2 separate regions of the Arachis hypogaea genome follow, and region 1 is linked to region 2. A link is a contact called in public Hi-C data. All regions are on one chromosome and are shown on one strand. The core of a region is the stretch at or near the end of the contact, and the rest is flanking DNA. Distances in the headings are between cores, read along the strand shown.

What was found. Hi-C and Micro-C count contacts between places; a contact is called where the count stands out from the background.
Region 1: a Hi-C map of leaf shows a contact between it and region 2, with 3 times the contacts expected there. The contact joins the enhancer-like site here to the promoter of LOC112782350 in region 2. A contact is called at or near these places in 3 of 8 Hi-C or Micro-C datasets (all in leaf).

What each region holds. Positions count from the first base shown.
Region 1 is chr20:109,183,672-109,186,371 of arahy.Tifrunner.gnm2.J5K5, forward strand. It overlaps LOC112785144 (a long non-coding RNA gene), which reads right to left. Exons shown (of 2, transcript XR_003194166.3): 2 at 2,658-2,700. Among protein-coding and RNA genes, the nearest start is that of LOC112785144, 4.7 kb to the right of the region's middle. Within about 2 kb of position 1,415, at least 3 of the 3 cell types and tissues checked have open chromatin away from gene starts, as enhancers often do.
Region 2 is chr20:109,079,889-109,082,588 of arahy.Tifrunner.gnm2.J5K5, forward strand. It overlaps LOC112782350, which reads right to left and starts at 1,284. Exons shown (of 13, transcript XM_025824703.3): 1 at 351-1,284. The coding sequence starts at 937.

The sequences.
Region 1 (2,700 bases), core at 165-2,664, 100 kb after region 2:
ATTAGTTGATTTCTATTTGCTGGTGTCTTAGTTAGTTACTTAGCGAAGTTGTGTTTATAATAAAGATTAAACTTTCTTTGCATTGATTGACTGTGTCAACCAAGTAATAATTAAAACTATTGACGTTATTACTTATTAATGCAATTCTTTGTTATTGTTGAGCTTCTTTCCACAAATTTCTATTTTAACCATTTTTTTTCTAATCTCTCTCTCTCTGATAATAGATTTGCGCTCATATTTAAAAAAGTTTTATTTATGTATCAAAAAAGTTGTTATTAAATATTAATACAACAACAAAAATTATTGTATTATATATATTTAATTGATTAAGATTTTAAAAAAATTAAATATACTCAACAAAAAATAAACAACTAGTAATAATAATAATGATAATGAGAGTAATAATAATAAAAATAATTCAATTAGTCAATCACCCAAAGTCAAATCTATTTTTCAAATGTAAATGAGATTATTAGTGTTTAGTAACATTTCATAATATTTGATTGAGATAATATACATATCATTTGTTTATTTTTATTATTTTATAAAATTTAGTTTTGATCTTACATATAATAATTGTTTTCATCGAAAATTTTCTATTATGACTATTATAGAGTATCAACTTTGTAATTAAATGATAAAAAATAATTGAATAATTGTTTAATAAAAAAAAAGACATTATCTATACCTATATATAAAGAGAATTGTAGTTATTTGAATTGAATTTTTCATTTCTCACTTTTTTTTTGTTTCTCTCGTAGTTTTAATAAAAAATCGAAGTTGATTCTTTTAAGTTATAGTTTTTATAGTTAGCAAATATTTTTTTTTTGTATTATATAAAAAATAACTAATAAAATGTGAGTTGACAGGTGTAGGATGATTGACAAGATGCCAGTATTAATAATAAACATATCATGAAAACTTGTCAAAATATAGAAATAAAAAAATATTTTTAAATTAATATACTTTTGATGTTGTAATTAAATCATTAAAAACTTAATTAATATACTTAAATTATAGATATCTAAAGAAGTTCATATCTAGAGATTAGAAAGCTCGACCATTGTTTATGACTTTTTTTTTCATGTCCCCAAAGTTTAAATTTATATTAAATGTAAAATTTGAATTTTTATTGAGGATATCAAATTACACATAAGTAAATTAGTGACTTCAAATGCAGTTTACCAGTCTCTTTCCATGTCGAAAGGAATTGGATCCAAATGAACAACTTTACATATTGCATTTAGAGACAATGTAACAACTTTTGATATTTACATGATGTATATTAAAATTCAAATTATGCTAGGTCTTTGTTTTTTACAAGGCCCAAGCCCACAAACTGAGATCCTAACTAGTGATAAGTCCAAATAATCCAAAAAAATGTTAGAGAATTCTGTACAATCTGAACGGAAAAGGAATATATACCCAAATATCCACGTAATTAGGATAACGTGTCAATGGTTACCCAATATACCCTCCTCTGTTGTTAATACTCATAAAGACATGGAATTGTTAGTCGAAGAGGTTGATAATATAAGAATATTTTAGGATGAGATTAGTGGGGGTATTATTCACTTATTTCATAATATCCACTATTCAATTCAATTTTTACTCATTTAGACATCAGAGTGTCTTTCTTATAGGTAGTAACACCCGCTTGTGTACTAGAGAAACTAAAATTCCAACATTCCATACTGATAAGTTCTTAAACATCTGAACATTTCGTATCATTTGTGGGGACCTCAAAGTCTTCATGTCATGAGTTACTGCTGATGCAAATAAGGAGAATACAAGGAATGTGGGGGATGCTGAAATCCTGCAAGTTCCCCTGCAAACACCACATTTGCATGGGATTGGTCACGAAACTTTGGAAAATGAACAAAATAATGGTGCAGCATGACAACAAAGTGTCCAACACACTAATGTCACTCAGACCATGAATATAATAATTCAAGACAGAACTATGATCCCAGAGCCTGGGCTCGCCAAGCTCATGGAAAAGCTAGGAACCTCGGGAATGATGGTTAGTAACCACCAGTAAATCTGAATGGAGTGAGTGCTGGGGTGTGGCCACAAGATGGTCAAGCTTATGCCAACGCAAGAATGATGCAGGAAATGGCGTAGAAGATCCAACAATTGGAAAGGTAGGTGCAAGATGCTCAGAGGTCATGAGCACTACGGTCCTAGCGTGCCAGAAGTCAGGAGGCACACCCTATAGGGAGGAGGAGGAGGAGGCATGACCCCGAGAGGCTGCAAGACGATCTAGAACAATTTCAAACTCTCCACCAAGACGTGAGAAATCAAACTCTTCTAGATGTCGCAGCCATAAAAGGCGTCATGATTACCAAGAGCCTGCGGTGATCAGTAGCACCCCTTTTGCAACTAGGATGTTGCGTGTTTGCTTGCTTAAGAATATTGATAAGCCAACAGATATAAAGTATGATGGCACTACGAATCCACAAGAACAACTTCCAGCTTTCGAAGCTCAAATGAACTTGGAGGGTGTTGAGGATGCTATCTGTCGCAACATTTTTCTTGTCACTCTTTTAGGCTCGGCAATCAAATGGTTCAACTAATTACCTTTCGATTCCATAATCCGCTTCTCTGATATATCTATCAAATTTCTAGCGTATTTTACCATAAGATGGGCACAAGCAAAACACCTGATTTTCCTCCTTAGTATTGAATAAAAGCCAAGAG
Region 2 (2,700 bases), core at 34-2,533:
AGAGCAAAACAATGTTCAGCTAGTAGCTTAGGGAAAACACTCAACACTGCATTGCGTTGCACCAAAGCAGAAATAAAATCAACAGCGATCATTCCCTTTCTTAAATACCCATGGAAAAGCCATAACAATGTAGACAACCTGCCATGTACCACTAAGCGTTCACTTGAAACTAACAACGAATGCTGGCTGTCGCCGATGCAAGTTAACTAACAACCTCAACAGACTGAGCTAGCTATAGAAGCATTGACTCATAGGACTAACGGACTAACAATTGAAGCAAAAGAGTAAAAAAAGAAAACACAGTGCACCAAAGAAAATGGGCGTTGAGCTGAGGAAGAAGAATACTTTACCGGCCATCTCTCGAGTCAAAATCACGCTCTCTGTCTCTGTCTCTGTCTCGCTCGGAACGAGACCTGCTCCTCCTGGACCCCTCCTCTCGTTCTCTGTCCCTCTCCCTCTCCTTTCTCTCTCTTTCCCTTTCCTTCTCCTTCTCCTTCTCCTTCTCCTTCTCCTTCTCCTTCTCTCTGTCCCTTTCTCTCTTCTCCCTCTCTTTGTCCCTCTCCCTCCTATCCCTCTCTTTGCTTTTCTCCCTCTCCTTCTCTCTGTCCCTGCTGCTCCTCTCACTGTCTCTATCTCTGTCTCTGCTGCTCCGCTCACCGTCTATTTCCCTGTCGCTGCTGCGGTGCCTGTGGCGGTCCTTGTCGCGGGAGGACCGCTCCCTATCGCGGCCATCCCGATCCTTCTTGGAGCCGTTCTCTTCGTCGGCCCTGGACTTCTTGATGCGCCCGTCGTAGGCGGCAGCGTCTAGATCGTCGTCGAGCTCGTCGCGCTTCCGGTAGGTTTTCTCGGAGCTGTCTTTCTTGGTCTTCTTAGACGAATCTCTGTCGTCATGGTCCTCCACCGTCTTCTCCAAGTAGTCATACTCGTCGAACTCCATTGCTGTTGCTGCTCTCAATCTCTCGCGCTTTGTGTCAGAGATTGCAGAGGAATCCCTGAAATTCTAGGGTTTTGGGGGTTTTCTGTTGGTTCAGATGGGGATGAATAAAAACGTCGACGGGTATGGTTTGGTTGGTTCCTCTCGAGTGCCTAATCGCTTAACACTCTTGAACAGTGTATCAATAAACAAACAACTCGGATCAAATATATACGCGTGGAACGCCAAATGTCGCCAAAATTAGCTAGCAAGAGTAACACTCCCAAAACACGTTATTTTATTATTTACTTCGTTAATTCGTAACCCTTTTGTTGTTTTTAATCATCATTCGCTACAAAATTACACTTGCATCTGATAAACATTTTAGAAAAAACTACCATTTTTATCTATAAAGTTTACGAACGCGAACAAAAATACTTATACAACATGAAAAATAACTTTTTACTCATAAAAAATTGGATCAGTCTATCAAAAATACCCGAACGTCTTGAATTCGTTTACTCCGTTAATTTAAAGGCCAGTATGACACGTTAAGTGTTTATCTGGTTATAAAACAGCAATGTGATGTGTTCAAATATGTTGTTACCATTATAAAATCACTCCTTTTCTTAATTTATCCTCAATTGTTTTCTAAATTCAAAATTAGAAACCCTAGAATGTTTAGGAGAAGCAAAGATAATCATTATTTTTCAAATGGAAGCATCAGTGGAAAATGGACTTCATCTTTCAAGAGGAGTGAAGAGAAAATTCTATCTGAGAGATGCTTCTGTGAACAGGATATGGTGTTGCTACAATCTGAAACCTTAACAAATCTTGGGAGATGGTTCGTTAGGTGCCCTCTACGAAAGATAAGTCATTTTGTTTTTGTGTTTCTATTTAGGTTAACTTATTGTGAATGATTCCTTATTCCTTTGTTTCACGCGGTAGACAATGGATTGCAAGTATTTTGTATGGGTGGATGAGATTGACGGAGGGATTGACAAGAGTCCTTGTTAGAAAAAATCAAGATAGTTGTTGTGCTACCCCTGAGGTCAATGTCACTAGGTAAAGAAAAGAGATTCGAGAGAATAGTTTGAAGATCTTGTTAAAGATGGAAAAACTCCAGGGTGAAATTAGAGCTATTAGGTCATGGATTATAATAATTTTCTTTGGTTTGTTAATTTGTGTAGGCTAGAATATGTTCCAATTAATCAATATATAATTGTGTGTATGGTGTATCTTGTTTTGGGGCTTTTTTGTGGCTATTTGGTTTTAATGACAATAAACTTTAAAATTCTGTTAATATCTTCACTTGGTGTAAAAAAGTCAAGTTGTATTATGACATTAGTGCCCATAATTATTGATATATTTGATATTTGTGACATTGAATGTAATACGTATTTGACAAAACAAGACATAAATGTCGTGAATTGACAAATCTAGCTGAAAATCTGGTATTGTACACTAAATAACGAAAATGTGACATGAAAACAAAACTGAATAAAAGACGTTCATTCCATACGCTATAATAAACCTGAAAATAATTCTAACATAAGCATTTTATCAACAAAAACTTCAAAACAAGTCTATGAGATTTGATGTCAAAGTAGTAAATCCAAATTACTTAAAAATACCAAAACAAACCATGAACATGAAAGCATCAAGTAGTGCAATATAAGCACTAAACATAAGTTACAAAAAAAACCCATAGTATCAGAATTTTAAAGCTCTCATTCCAGTAAGTCCTTGATCAAAAAACAATGTCACACTAGAAAAATCATATTTGT